Linked DNA regions of Mus musculus: all the other regions are linked to region 1. The links are chromatin contacts, called in public HiChIP or PLAC-seq, Micro-C and promoter capture Hi-C maps. All regions are on one chromosome and are shown on one strand. Each heading gives the region's core, a stretch centred on a gene start, on an enhancer-like site or on the middle of the called end of the contact. The rest is flanking DNA. Distances are from core to core; before and after follow the strand shown.

Region 1 (2,641 bases), core at 98-2,597:
AAATAAATACAAAGCATCACTTGTTGCAGAATTCAGTACAACAAACAAATGCTGAGATCCCAGGATTTCCAAGTTGCTAACAACAGAAGTTGGGCAAGCCCTCTTTATCATAGTTTAGTAGTTGGGAGAGGGGGTAAGAAAAACATGACGACAGATCACTCTTACATCAAACTGAATTTTCAGCTAACTTCATGGAATGAGTGAATGTCTAGACAATAGTTCCTCTTTTGCAAACGATTGCAATGATTCAAGGGGGTAACAGAATTTTGTAACTCTGGTACTTATACTTGGGGTAGCTAAATGTCTGGGAACAGAAATTATGTTTAAAGCAACCAGCACAATTTAGAGAAACAGTTTAAGGGAGATAATATTTTCTGTAGGCCCATATCAAGCAAGAGAGGCACAATCTGCAAAATGAAGGCTTTCCCACATTAACAGCTAAAATACACTTTCTCGAGTTCCCTACTGCAAGGGCAGGTATCATTGTGTTAATTAAACGCTAGGTATTGGGCCTGTTCGTCACACAGTAAGGTGTGGTGAATTTTCTTTACCATTCCCTCTTATTTTTTTCCACTGCCCTCACTAATCCCAACCAGAAACTTGCCCCTGATTCTGCCCGCACTGAGCTAACCATTATAAAAATGAGGTCTCCAGATGCCTTTAAGGACCCTCTTTTTAGACTGCTGGGAAGACTTGAGACCCCATGTTACCCATTAACCCATTGCTTCCTGTCCAAAAATATCGTTTACTGCACCAACACCCAGGTTTTAGCATTATTCTACCCCTCTAAATCCGGATGCTGGCCCCAGACTATCCTATCCTGCACTAGCCCAGACAACCTAGCCTGCAGCCCCTCCTCCCAAGACATTCAGGGTCTGGATGCCTGGATGCCTCCTTTGCTTGGGACTTTTTGTTACCTACTCTAGTGGAACTTGCCCTTCTTGGCAAAGTGTCAAGGGCCAGGAGGCCTCCCTTCGAGGGATGAGGTGTGGTCCTTGCGTGGGTATAACAGCCCTGAGATTAGGTCTCGACCACGCGCGGGAAGGGAACGCGCGCTGACCAGGAGCGAGCAAGCAGAGCCCAGGAACGAGGTCAGGCGGCCGGGTTCCTCCAAGGCCAGCGTGGCTGGGTAGGGGTTCCGCGGAGTCTGGGGAGTGGGGTGCAAGTTGGCGGCGATCCAGTGACAAAGAAGGTCGAGGAACAAGGGTGGCAAGCGGGAAGCGGAGCGCGCGCGCGCGGTGGGCGGGAAACCCGGGGGCGGTGGCAGAGAGGCGGGCGCGCGCCCCGCGGGGAGGGGTGCGGAGGAGGGAGGAGGAGGCGTCTGGACCGTGCAGCCCCGCGGGCCGCGCCAGCCCAGACAGAGCCTCGCGGCAGCCGCAGCAACAGGCGGCGGGGCCGGGCTCGTAGGGCAGAGGCGGCGGTGGGGCGGGGAGCTCCAGGAGGAGCGACTCGGGCCGGCAGCCGCCAGCAGGGAAGGAAAGCACCGCCGCCTCCCGCGCTCGACCGCCGCAGCCCTCCACCCATCACCGCGCCCACCCTGCACCGGACCCCGCAGGAGGCGGCGCGCGCATCCTGCAGAGCCCCGGCCACGCCGAGCTGCCGCCAGACATGACCGTGGTGCCCGGGGACCACCTGCTGGAGCCAGAGGCGGCGGGAGGCGGTGGCGGGGACCCGCCTCAGGGAGGCTGTGGCAGTGGCGGCGGCGGTGGCGGCTGCGACCGCTACGAGCCACTGCCACCCGCGCTGCCCGCCGCGGGCGAGCAAGATTGCTGCGGCGAGCGTGTGGTCATCAACATCTCTGGGCTGCGCTTCGAGACGCAGCTCAAGACCCTCTGCCAGTTCCCCGAGACACTGCTGGGCGACCCCAAGCGGCGCATGCGGTACTTTGACCCACTCCGCAATGAGTACTTCTTCGACCGCAACCGACCCAGCTTCGACGCCATCCTCTACTACTACCAGTCCGGGGGCCGCATTCGCCGGCCGGTCAACGTGCCCATCGACATCTTCTCCGAGGAGATCCGCTTTTACCAGCTGGGTGAGGAGGCCATGGAAAAGTTCCGTGAGGATGAGGGCTTCCTGCGGGAGGAGGAGCGACCCCTGCCCCGCCGTGACTTCCAGCGCCAGGTGTGGCTGCTCTTCGAATATCCGGAGAGCTCCGGGCCGGCCCGGGGCATTGCCATTGTGTCAGTGCTGGTCATTCTCATCTCCATTGTCATCTTCTGCTTGGAGACGCTTCCCGAGTTTCGCGATGAGAAAGACTATCCCGCCTCCCCGTCGCAGGACGTGTTTGAGGCTGCCAACAACAGCACGTCGGGGGCCCCTTCTGGAGCCTCCAGCTTCTCGGACCCCTTCTTCGTGGTGGAGACCTTGTGCATCATCTGGTTCTCCTTTGAGCTTCTGGTGCGGTTCTTTGCTTGCCCCAGTAAAGCCACCTTCTCCAGAAATATCATGAACTTGATAGACATTGTGGCCATCATTCCTTATTTTATCACTCTGGGCACTGAGCTGGCTGAACGACAAGGTAATGGGCAGCAGGCCATGTCGCTGGCCATCCTGAGAGTCATCCGCCTAGTAAGGGTTTTCCGCATCTTCAAGCTCTCCCGCCATTCTAAGGGGCTGCAGATCCTAGGACAGACGCTGA
Region 2 (2,641 bases), core at 46-2,545, 1.2 Mb before region 1:
AAAGAATATCCGAAAATGTAAATTTAATTTTGAAACAAAGTGTTACAGAAGAGCATAAAGACAGGAAAGAGTCTGGGACCTAATCTAGTACTTACTCTACCAAAGTGTTACAGAAATCAATTACATCAAAAGAAAAAAGTACTCACAGGCATATCTACCCCCACACACTCTGACAGGAAACTCAAAGAAAGTTTCCAAATCCTGTTTCCAGCATCATCTCTTCTAACCGCCCGCTTCTGAAGGCTAACTCCCCTGGTTAATTCTGAGAGTCGACACTTTGACTCTAATAAAAACAGTATCTTCAGCCACCCAAGAAGCAGACAACAGCGGTTGGTACCTGTCCCGCTTGGCCCATTAACCTCCTGCCCTTTTATTCCATTTCTTACACAGTACTTCCTTCAAAGCAGCGACAAAACGATTTTCCTTTCCCAACGGCAATACACTCACAGTTTCTGAGCGGTAGCTCTTTTTCCAAGGCATGAAAGGTCCCCTCAACTCTAGTTTTCTATCCTGTGAGGAAATCTCAGATAGGAGGGGGGGCGGACGCGGGGGACACAACTGTCCTTCCTTGCTCTTCTCCTTACAACAGCCAATTACACAACTCAGCAGAAGACACTGCCCTTAACTTTCTGAGTAAGGAGACAAGCTACAATCCCACCACCCCACACTCCTCACACGCCCTCGGTGGGCGGAAGACCGGAATCACACCGTGGCCTCTTTCCTGACAAAATTCAGGGGTAGCAGCAGATATCAGAGAGTCGAGAGCGACGCTGCAAAGGCGAACACATGGCAAGCGGCAGAATACAGAGGGCAGGGAGGGCGGGAACCCGGGCTGGCGGCGGAGTGGGACACAGAGGTGTCAGCGCTCGGCGGCCGGGGCAAAGGCCGCGCGGAGGGCACCGCACCTCTCCGTCCGCGGGGACGACAGCCGAGCGGGCGCGGACACGCGTCCCATCTCGCGGCCCGCCCCTCGCGGCCGGTCCCGCAGGCCCCGCCGGGCCGCCTCGGTCCGCGGGCGTGGCTGGCTCCGGCCTTCAGCCGCGGCCCCTCCCGCCCGCCGGGCCCCCGGCCGCCGCCCCGGACTCGCGGACGGTTAAGAATAGGCCACCGAGGTGCGGCCAGTCCGCGCCCCTCACTCGCACCCCGTACTCACCCCGCGGCCCGGCGCCTCCTCCACCTCCTCCTCCTCCCTCCTCTCGGCCGCGGCTCGGGCTCGGGCTCTGCACGGCGGCGGCAGGAGCAGCGGCCTCGGGAGCGGCGGCGGCGGCGCCTCCGGAACGCGCACGCACGCAGCACGCAGGCCCCGCCCCCCCCGCCCTGGTCTCCGCCTTCCCCGCTGTGTCCGGAATCTATTTAAGGGAGCCGTTCTTCAAAGGGTGGGGGGCATAGTGTGCCAACAGGAACTGGGGCCTTGCCTTTGAGAAGGTGGTTAAGGCCAACATTGAAATGAGGAAGGGAAAAAAAAATCAGAAAGAGAATTTTGAAGGGATGCAACCATGGGACAGCTGTTAGTTGAGTGCCTAGTAGGTCCCCAATGCCTAGGCATACATAGGGAAAGTCACTTATAGAGCTCTCATCCTCGTGACCCAGGAGAGGGAACACGAACAACAAAAAGAGTAGCAAAATTCACAGGTCACCAGGGAGGGCTTTGCATGCTTTTGTTCGTGCTATGAAGAAACGAGCCTATCCAAAAGAGGCTGGATGAGAAGAATACCTTCCTGGGTTGAGAGGAAATCAGCCACAAACCCCGAGGTGGGGTGTGTCTTCCATATTTCACAACTAGCAAAATGCAAGCGAAAGGATGGATAGATAAGTAGAGTCTATGGCCAAAGAGTACTGAGGCGCCAAGATCTGGACAAACGACCAGACCCGGTGGAGCCTTTGGGCCATTGTAATGACAACAGGAAGCCCCGAGGAGAGGGTGGGCCCAGAAACAACTATATCTAGTTCATGTTTTTAAAGGTTAACTTTATGCAGGGCGTGGTGGTTTACTCCTGGAATCCCAGCATTTTGAAAACAGGAACAGAATTGCCACGAGTTTGAGGTTAGCCTGGACTACACAATGAGTTTCAGGCCCATCGGGAACTGGAGTGAGTCTCACTGTGTATGTAAAATATCCAACTGAAGCACGAATGTTCACAGGGGAAGTCTAAGGTGGCTATTCTCGTCCAATTGGCCAAGAGTGGTTATTTTATTTTAGATTTTGTTTATTTTAGCTTTATTAAACCTATTTTAATAGATTTAGACTTGAGAAAGCAGAGGGTCGAACGAAACAATTAGGAATGAATCTTAGGTTGGGGGCCTGCTGACTGATATCATTTAATAAGAGAGAAGATAGGGTAAGAACAAAGCTGGGACCAAAGAAATTGAGAGTTCAGTTTTATGGGGGATGGAGAAAGTTCAGTGGTGATGAGTCTGAGATATAAATTTGAGATCCATCAGGATGTAGATGATTTGACCCTCCGGTCTACATAAACTCTCTTAGGGATGGGGAGTAACTGGAAGAGAGGACCAAGAGAAACTTAGAGGTTAAAGATAAGCAGAGTTGACAGTCAGGTTAGAGGAACCCCTTGGAAGGAAGGAAGTTGTTAGGGAGTTGTTTTAGAAAAGAGGGAGTGATCAGTCAGTTCCCTTGCCTACT
Region 3 (2,641 bases), core at 89-2,588, 1.1 Mb before region 1:
GCTGGCTCCTAGTTACTCTGTGAACCCAGATGAGGAGTCAGTGCTATTTAGTAAAAGCGATCTTTGAGTGCCTGATAAATTCTGTTACGAAATATAAGGCAAATAGTCAATATTTTTTGGGGTTGTGTGTGCACATGTTCCTGTGTGAGAAGGTGCACATTAGTGTGTGGTGGTGGTGGTGGTGGTGGGGGGGTGCGTGTGAATTTTGCATGTGAAGGCCAGAAGACAAATTCAGATATCCCTTTCCTACCAAGGTGGGTACTGCCCACCTTGTTTATTTTGAAACAGATTCTCTTTTGTTTTTGTTTTTCGAGACAGGGTTTCTCTGTGTAGCTCTGGCTGTCCTGGAACTCTCGTAGACCAGGCTGGCTGGCCTCGAACTCAGAAATCTGCCTGCCTCTGCCTCTGAAACAAATTCTCTTAACTGGCCTTGGGCTCAACACTTAGTCTAAGCTGGCAAGGCCCAGGTATCTGGCTATTTCCCCAGGGCTATGGTTGTGAGTGTAGGCCATAGCTGGGGGGGGGGGGGTTTGCTATGGGATTAGAGACTCTCCCTAACTCTGTCAATCCTTTTCCAACCACTGAGATTTTAAGTGCCCCTTGGCTCTGAAATTCTGTGAAGTGGCTACTACAGTTATTTTTATCTCAGTGTGAAGGTGCAGTTGATCATGGTGGATAAGGCATAATGGTGTGAGGGTGAGGCACCTGGTCATAGTGTCTCTGTGGTCTGGAAAACAAAAGTTGACCATTGACCAAGTATGACAGACATACTTTTACTCCCAATATTGGGGGGGTAGGATATGGCGGGGGGCAGAGAACTCTGTGAACCCAAGGCCAGCCCTGTCTATGTAGTGAATACTAGGCCAGCCAGGAATACACAGTGAGACCTTGGCAGGAGGAGATGGGAGAAGGAGGAAAAAACAAAACAAAACAAAACAAGATTGATCATCGCGTCGTACTTGAGGCTCAGTCACTTGACTGGAGCCCTGCAGCCCCACCCTTGCTTTTGCCTCTCTGAATCTGAAGCTACCCACAGAGTCTCACTCCCAGAGACAACGTATTGATTTGATGAGAACCTCAGGACAATGGTTCCAATTAAGCAAAGAGAAGCGGGAACCTGAAAGTGGAATTAGCTATTCCTGACGTTCGTCTAAAGCCTTGTCCTTGTCCTGAGCTCGGTCACCTAATTCCTCTTGTCATCATTTCAGCAGTGGTCCCTTCTTTCTCATTCTTCACTCCAGAAGAATCAAGAGCTCGGGGCTTCCCCTTACTGAGTCTCTGATTTAGTTTGAGAGCAGCTCCAGGAAGAGGCCCTGGGCTTGCTCCGGGGTGTCACAACCTCTGCTCAGTTGGCTGGACGGTGAGGGGGAAGTGCTGTAGAGTCTTGGTTTCCTGGTACTCTTCACACTGCACCTCTTGACTTTTAATTTCAAGCTCCATTATTGTGACATCGCTCAGTCTCCCCTTTGTGAGGAGGCTTGATTCAAAGTAATCACTTGACTCCAGTGGGAAGGACCATCACGGCCGGGCTTGCTGGTATCGTTAGACCCATGCCTATGAGGTTCTGAGAAGGACTTTGACTTTCTTTTTTGTTTTCTTTGTCCCTCTGACTACCACTGGTGGCTCGCTGGGACCTGGGTGGTTTCATTCTTGCCAAGAGAGAATAAAGAGCTATGCCAGCTCGGAAGAAGCCAAAACCTGGGGCCCAGAAGAAGCTGAAGCCTGGCGTGTGAAAAATACTCATTTAGCATAGAGTATTTAGCAAAGGCAAACCAAAAATTTCTGGCTACAACTGAGTAGCTCCACTCTGGTTTCAGGTTTAGAGATCAGTGTGCCAGGGGTCTTCCCATGAGGCTTGCCTCTGGCCAGCAAGTTTTCATCCTAAAAGGAAAACTGGGGAGTTTTCTCTAAAGAGAAAAGGTACAGAGACACACAGACAAATATAGGGGTGGGTTTCCTCTCTTTCATATGAAGACACTGAACAAATGTACATGCCAAATACATGGGTTTATTACTTTGCTTTTTAAAAATACAAGTCAAGTGGAAATAGAGACTAGCCTACCAAGAGTCAGCCAAAAGCTTTTTCTCCTCTTCCATTTTTATTACATTTGTGTGTGTGTGTGTGTGTGTGTGTGTGTGTGTGTGTGTGAGAGAGAGAGAGAGAGAGAGAGAGAGAGAGAGAATGAGAGAGAGGAGACAACACAATGGAAAGAGGTTTTCATTGCTACTCACTTAAACTGCTGTGTGCGCTCCTCATTTGTAACATGGGACTAATAACATCCATGCCATGTGGACGTGTGGCTATGTGGCAGGGCATGTGTGACAGCACACGTGGAGGTCAGAGGACAGTTTTGTGGAGGCGGTTCTCTCCATTTTCCATGTGGGTTCTCAGTAACCTATGTACTTTTCCTCCCCTGAATCTAAAGATCAATCATAGCCTTAAGAGAGAGCGCGGGGAACAGAATGGACAGCTCCAGAATGGACAGCTCCAGAATGGACAGCTAACACTGACTGTAGGATCTTCATACCCCTGTCTTCTTATTTGTTTTATTTTTTTGATTTTTCCAATTTGAGACAGAATCTCCTGTCATTCAGGTTGTCCTTGAACTTGATATATATATAGCAAGCATGACCCTGGATC
Region 4 (2,641 bases), core at 61-2,560, 1.1 Mb before region 1:
CAGATTTGGTTCCCAGAACCTATGCTGGGCTGCCCACAGCAACCTCTAACTCCAGCTGCAGATCTAATACCTTTTTCTCTGCCTCTGCAAGCACACACGCACACAAAAATAAAATTATTAAAAAAAAAAAAAAGAGTTTGACATTCTTTGGAGAAAGCAGGGCTGGCATTAACAGTACATAAAAAAAGACCCAAGACACAGATGAGGTTAATTCAGGTTTTCTTGGTTTTGCTATGTTTAGATTTTATTGCAATAGGGATATGAGCTCTGAAGGGTTTTAAGTGGGGGGAACTGCCAAGATCTCTCTGCTACATTGAGAATGGACTGTATTGGGATAAAAACAGATGTTAAGACTGAAAGCCTAGTGAAATTGTCCATTTCAGAACTGTGGGCAGCGGCTTCATGCTGTAACAATGGTAGTGAAAGTAGTCAGACTCAAAGCATCCTCACGAGTTGAGTCTTACTGACGGATTAGAGGATGGAGCTACTGTGTAGCTGTCTCTAGGACTAGGGTTGTTACTGTGATCTCCACAAAGTTATCCACTGTCACATTATGTGATCATCAACACAAGCATTTACGAAGCCATATGTGTTTTCGGCCTCCTGATATGGTTAATAAAAGATGGAAATCTGGAAGACACCCAAAACAATAGGTTTTATTTTGCTGTATTTAACCAGATCTGTCCTTGGGGGTAAGTAAGCCAGTAACTTGGTTGTGTGTCGCTGAAGGTCACAACGAGGGGTGAGCCTCTCTTTGGTGTTTGTCAGAGGAAGGAACAGGATCATGTTCAAGGCAATTAGAAGAACAAACGTCCGAATGAGTATGCAAGCTGGCTAACGTGAAGGAAAACAGCAATTTTTGGCTTGACGCTAGGAAATGGAAAGAGAATAAGACGTGGTGACACTCACCCTGGACCTAGGGCGGCCGCGTTCTTCAGACACGGGGCTGGAAATACACAAGACGGAGGTTAGCAAAGTCAAGGAGAAATCGCGTTTCTACCTTCCCGGGTGTCGGCCCTGGCATCCGTCTCTGCCGCGCCCTGAGATGCTGGGCGGCCCGGGAGCTCTCCAGATCGCTCCCGTGGGTGAGCTCGGGCCCAAACGCCGCAGTCCGTCCTCTACCCGCTTCCCGCCTCCCCGGCCTGGCTTCTTCCTAGTCACCCTGCTACGCTAACCTAGGCTCTACGTCTCTCACCCGCTGTGGCGGCAGCAGAAAGCACCACCCGGGACAGCATTGTCTGCGAAGAGCGGGACAGCGGGCTCCGTGTCCCTGTGACCCCGACCCGAGCCTGTCAGGGGCAGGAGCAAGATGGCCGCTCGCACATCTCGCGAGAAGAGATCAGCTCGCTTTTTCTCGGAAGTTCTCGGCTTTTTCCCCGCCCCCTCCCCACTATCGCGAGAAGAGGAGAAAAAATGGGTGGGGCTGAGGGAGGGAAACAAACAAAATCCCGCTGCGGGGACAGGAGACGGAAAAGCAGGCTGGAAGGGTAGACACAATTCTCGCGAGAAGTAGAGCGAATTCCCTCGGAGAGGGGCGGTTGCGCAGAGGTACACCACGTGTGCGGTCCCTCCGGCGCCGAGTCAGGGTCTCTCGTCGAGTCTGGGTCTAGGTTAGATTTGGAATCGTGGAGATGCGGAAGGACACCCCTCCTCCGCTCGTGCCCCCGGCGGCCCGCGAGTGGAACCTGCCCCCCAATGCGCCCGCATGCATGGAACGTCAATTGGAGGCTGCACGGTACCGGTCTGGTGAGCCGAGATCCCGGGGCCTGGAAGCCCCTTTACCCCCAGTCTCGGGTGCCCTCTCCCGGTGCTGACCCTCTCGAGTCCTCCCAGCGCCGTGTGGCCCTCCTCGGCCATACCTGGCGTCCTGGCCCTGCCCCAGCTCAGCTCCACAAATCCGATCTCAGATTCAGACTGGTCCCGCCACGGGGTTCTGTGAGGTTACCATAGAAACAAGGCCTTCCATCTGACACCTTATAACTTTGCTCTCCCCACCGTAGATGGTTCCCTTCTGCTCGGGGTCTCCAGCCTGAGTGGTCGCTGCTGGGTAGGTTCTCTGTGGTTTTTCAAGGATCCTAGTGCGGCCCCCAACGAAGGTTTCTGCTCTGCTGGCGTCCAGACCGAGGCTGGAGTAGCTGACCTCACTTGGGTGGGGGACAAAGGTATCCTAGTGGCTTCTGATTCAGGTGAGTGATCCCCCTCCCCTGGAATTGAAGAGTTGGGTACAGGGTAGGATGGGAAAAGGTGTTTTATTATTTAGAAGCAGGGTTGTTTACCTTATTGGCTTGGCTGTCCCAGAAACTAAGTAGACCAGGCTGGCCTTGAACTCACAGAAGTCTTCCTCTGTGCTGTAATTAAAGACGTGTGCCACCGTGCCTAGCCTCCTGTTTTCTTTTGCTGTTGTGTTTGCTATGTGCTGTGAATTGACTCACCTTGCTAGGCAACTGCTCTGTCACTGGACAGTCCTTAATCCCACCTTTCTTTGAGTGTCAGGCTGAGAAATGTAGGCTTTGGCATTAAAAAAGACAAAGAAATGAAGTTGGTAGGTGATGGAGGGTAAATGTTGGACAAGCTAGGGATGAATATAGTCAGACTACATTGTATGCGTGTATGGAGTTCTCAGAATTAAGCAGATTAAAGA
Region 5 (2,641 bases), core at 42-2,541, 1.0 Mb before region 1:
GTATGTAGGTTCTCAATTTCAACTTTTGGTTATTAAAACCTTGCTTTGGATCCATTTCTTTAGTGAAGGGCTTTTCTCCCTGCTTCCCAATCATCTACCTGTGTTAATGTCTCAACATAAATTTATGTTGCCACATGATCCACCCAGAACAATCCCAGAACATTACCTTGCTGATTGGCTTAAACCTCACAGCTGTCCTGGCTCCAATAGCATAGCCTTTCGTACTGGTTGGGACTTTCGATAGATTATATGCCAAACCATTCCACTTCCAGTGGAAGGAAGAGAACGAAGGCGGGGTGGGGTGGGGGGTGGGGTGGGCGTGGGGTTGGGGTGGTGGTGGTGCGGTGGTGGGGTGGGGTGGAGAAAGAAGAAAAGCATCAGAATTAGTAACACAATCCTAGAACGGCCTTCAAAGTGGAGTGAATACAGAATGTGTAAACTTCTCTGCAAGACATGGCCTTCCCCCACCTTGTCTTGGTTCTTTTATAGTCAAAAGCATAGAGTTCAACAAATGACACAAGTGACTTTGCAAAGAGGTGTGGCTGGACAGACAAACACATGAATTTCTGTGTATCCCAATGGCTTCAGTCTTTAGAGCTGTCAACAACTGAATTTACTTTTATGGAAGAGTCAGCCTGAAGATTGTACTGACTGACAGCTCAAGAGGGCGCTGGAAGTGAAGACAGGGAAGGGATTATATGAAGACAAGCTTGCGTTTAGTGGGGGATGGAAAGTGGCGAACTATCGTAGTTTACACATAGGCTCTACAGCTTGTCTCATATTGGGACCCAGAAATTAAAGTTACACATAGAGCAGTTTTTCTCCCAGAACACCTATGCATCCTGCTGTAGACAGGAAACTGAGTCCCACCCAAGGGGAAGTGAATACTTACATCTGTTGCTGCTGCATAACACCCAGGGCCTGTGTGGGGCATTCCCCTAAGAGGGAGATACAGGTTCCCCAGCCAGGTTGGGGGATGGTAGTGAGGAAAGAGTTTCCTCGCTTGACGTGTTCCAAAGGAGTAATTATTCACCTTCCCTAAAGATCAAGAGAAGAAACTCCAGGTGAGCACGTGGGTGGAGGGAAGCATGGGGCAAGGGGACCGTGCTGCCAACTCTTACATTGTAAAGCAGGTGTAACTCCACGGAGCGGAGGAGCAACCGGTATTTCCTCCGTGTTCATCTCTCCTGCTCTTCTTACCCTTCTTCTGCTGTCTGCTCTGTAAATCTCTGCTACTCTCCTTACCTATTCTGCTGAAGCACATCCTGCAGGGTGCTAGGATTAGCTCTGTGTACTACGTTGCCAAGGGAACGGAACCGCGGAGAGCTCTGAGCGCGCCTGCGCAGCAGGTTGCTCAGGACACAGGTCAAGTTACATCTAAGCTTTGAGGCTCTTAACTCTAGAGGGTGGCACCAGCTAGGCACCAGGTGGAAGGGCTACATGGGTGAGTGTGTGGAAAACTTCTTTGGAAAAGTCCACGAAGAATACACTGCTGTAAAGGTAGGTCTATGGGGCTCAGATCACCCTAGGTCTGGACTCCGGGGACCAGAAAAGGAGAAAACTCTGTGCTGACAAGTGAGGAAGATTGTGCCTCTGAACGATGCCTGGAGCAGAGGACTGTGGGGCAGGTGGGTGTTGAGATTGCGCTGACAGCAAGGACCCCATCAGGTCCATTTTAGATCCGTTTTTCTTTTTCCTCAAGTCTGAGATCGTGTGTGTGTGTGTGTGTGTGTGTGTGTGTGTGTGTGTGTGTGTGTGTGTAGGGGTGCAGGGGTAGGAGAGCGCAGGAACGTGTGGGTAGGAGGCTTTCAAAAGCTAATGGCTCTCAGTGGAACACTAAGAGTGCATTTGCATTGTTGAAGAGCTTAATAATTTAACATTTTTGTAAGTCTCAGTATCCTCATAATTCTACTGACAGGTTTGCTGAGTGTTTTAAGGCTGTGGAAGCAAAACCACACAGTGTGTACTTCCTAGCAGTTGTCAACGTAAAAGGTTTTCATCACATAGATAACAGCCAACTAACCTTTGAGCTTTTTCATACTACTGAGAGAAAGAACATCAGAATGTTTGTTATTAAACTTTGTCCTGTGCAGAAACAAGAACTTTTCTCCCCTGTGTTTTAGGGTAGCTTTACGACTTGTCCAGGTATAGGAGGTAACAAGACACACTGTCTGGCCCATGCTGCTGTGTGTCTTCCTTCCTCCCTCCCTCCCTCCCTCCCTCCCTCCCTCCCTCCCTCCCTTCCTCCCTCCCCCCCCCTCTCTCCTTCCTTCCTTAGATTATTTTTTAGATTTTTTTATTAGATATTTTCTTTATTTACATCTAACCCTTTACTAGTTTTCCCTCTGAAAATCCCCTATCCCTTCCCTCCTCCCCTGCTCCCCAATCTACTCACTCCCATTCCTGGCCCTGGCATTCCCCTATACTGGGGTATAGAACCTTCACAGGACCAAAGGCCTCTCCTCCTATTGATGGCCAACTGGTCCATTCTCTGCTACATATGCAGCTAGAGCCACGAGTCCCACCATGTGTTTTCTTTGGTTGGTGGTTTAGTCCCTGGGAGCTCTGGGGGTACTGGTTGGTTCATATTGTTGTTCCTCCTATGGGACTGCAAACCCCTTCAGCTCCTTGGGTCCTTGAT

Evidence for each region. Promoter capture Hi-C pulls out the DNA fragments that hold promoters and counts their contacts. A called contact is a pair of places that touch in the nucleus more often than the background predicts. HiChIP or PLAC-seq counts read pairs in DNA pulled down with a chosen protein or histone mark.
Region 2: a contact with region 1 is called in a Micro-C map of embryonic stem cells, with 5 times the contacts expected there. The contact joins the promoter of Rap1a here to the promoter of Kcna3 in region 1. A contact is called at or near these places in 3 of 39 promoter capture datasets (the C10 cell line, hippocampal neurons and pre-B cells), 1 of 484 Hi-C or Micro-C datasets (embryonic stem cells), 3 of 115 datasets of contacts at active chromatin or transcription factors (astrocytes, memory CD8 T cells and pro-B cells) and 1 of 9 other capture datasets (liver).
Region 3: a contact with region 1 is called in an H3K4me3 HiChIP or PLAC-seq map of bone marrow-derived macrophages, with 4 times the contacts expected there. The contact joins the enhancer-like site here to the promoter of Kcna3 in region 1. A contact is called at or near these places in 5 of 39 promoter capture datasets (cranial neural crest, hematopoietic stem and progenitor cells, liver and 2 more), 1 of 484 Hi-C or Micro-C datasets (B cells) and 3 of 115 datasets of contacts at active chromatin or transcription factors (bone marrow-derived macrophages, large pre-B cells and pro-B cells).
Region 4: a contact with region 1 is called in a promoter capture Hi-C map of pre-B cells, with 3 times the contacts expected there. The contact joins the promoter of Atp5pb here to the promoter of Kcna3 in region 1. A contact is called at or near these places in 7 of 39 promoter capture datasets (the C10 cell line, cranial neural crest, hematopoietic stem and progenitor cells and 4 more), 2 of 484 Hi-C or Micro-C datasets (B cells and CD4 T cells), 2 of 115 datasets of contacts at active chromatin or transcription factors (astrocytes and large pre-B cells) and 1 of 9 other capture datasets (liver).
Region 5: a promoter capture Hi-C map of liver shows a contact between it and region 1, with 4 times the contacts expected there. The contact joins the promoter of Pifo here to the promoter of Kcna3 in region 1. A contact is called at or near these places in 14 of 39 promoter capture datasets (the 3T3-L1 cell line, the C10 cell line, the HPC-7 cell line and 9 more), 1 of 484 Hi-C or Micro-C datasets (CD4 T cells) and 6 of 115 datasets of contacts at active chromatin or transcription factors (the 230-238 cell line, SST interneurons, T-cell acute lymphoblastic leukemia and 2 more).

The regions. Positions count from the first base shown.
Region 1 is chr3:107,034,815-107,037,455 of GRCm38.p6, forward strand. It overlaps Kcna3 (potassium voltage-gated channel, shaker-related subfamily, member 3), which reads left to right and starts at 1,348. Exons shown (of 1, transcript NM_008418.2): 1 at 1,348-2,641. The coding sequence starts at 1,609.
Region 2 is chr3:105,800,086-105,802,726 of GRCm38.p6, forward strand. Rap1a (RAS-related protein 1a) reads right to left here and starts at 1,296. Exons shown (of 8, transcript NM_145541.5): 1 at 1,154-1,296.
Region 3 is chr3:105,909,348-105,911,988 of GRCm38.p6, forward strand. All of the region lies in intron 1 of Tmigd3 (transmembrane and immunoglobulin domain containing 3), which reads left to right. Among named protein-coding and RNA genes, the nearest start is that of Adora3, 6.2 kb to the left of the region's middle. Within about 2 kb of position 1,339, at least 87 of the 459 cell types and tissues checked have an H3K27ac peak or open chromatin away from gene starts, as enhancers often do. A contact at or near this core is called in B cells, bone marrow-derived macrophages and hematopoietic stem and progenitor cells, where this site is marked.
Region 4 is chr3:105,957,953-105,960,593 of GRCm38.p6, forward strand. It overlaps Atp5pb (ATP synthase peripheral stalk-membrane subunit b), which reads right to left and starts at 1,311. Exons shown (of 7, transcript NM_009725.5): 1 at 1,196-1,311; 2 at 910-946. The coding sequence starts at 1,235. Wdr77 (WD repeat domain 77) reads left to right here and starts at 1,546. Exons shown (of 10, transcript NM_027432.3): 1 at 1,546-1,746; 2 at 2,001-2,186. The coding sequence starts at 1,632.
Region 5 is chr3:106,000,206-106,002,846 of GRCm38.p6, forward strand. Pifo (primary cilia formation) reads right to left here and starts at 1,292. Exons shown (of 6, transcript NM_029604.3): 1 at 1,122-1,292; 2 at 893-1,038; 3 at 167-265. The coding sequence starts at 1,182.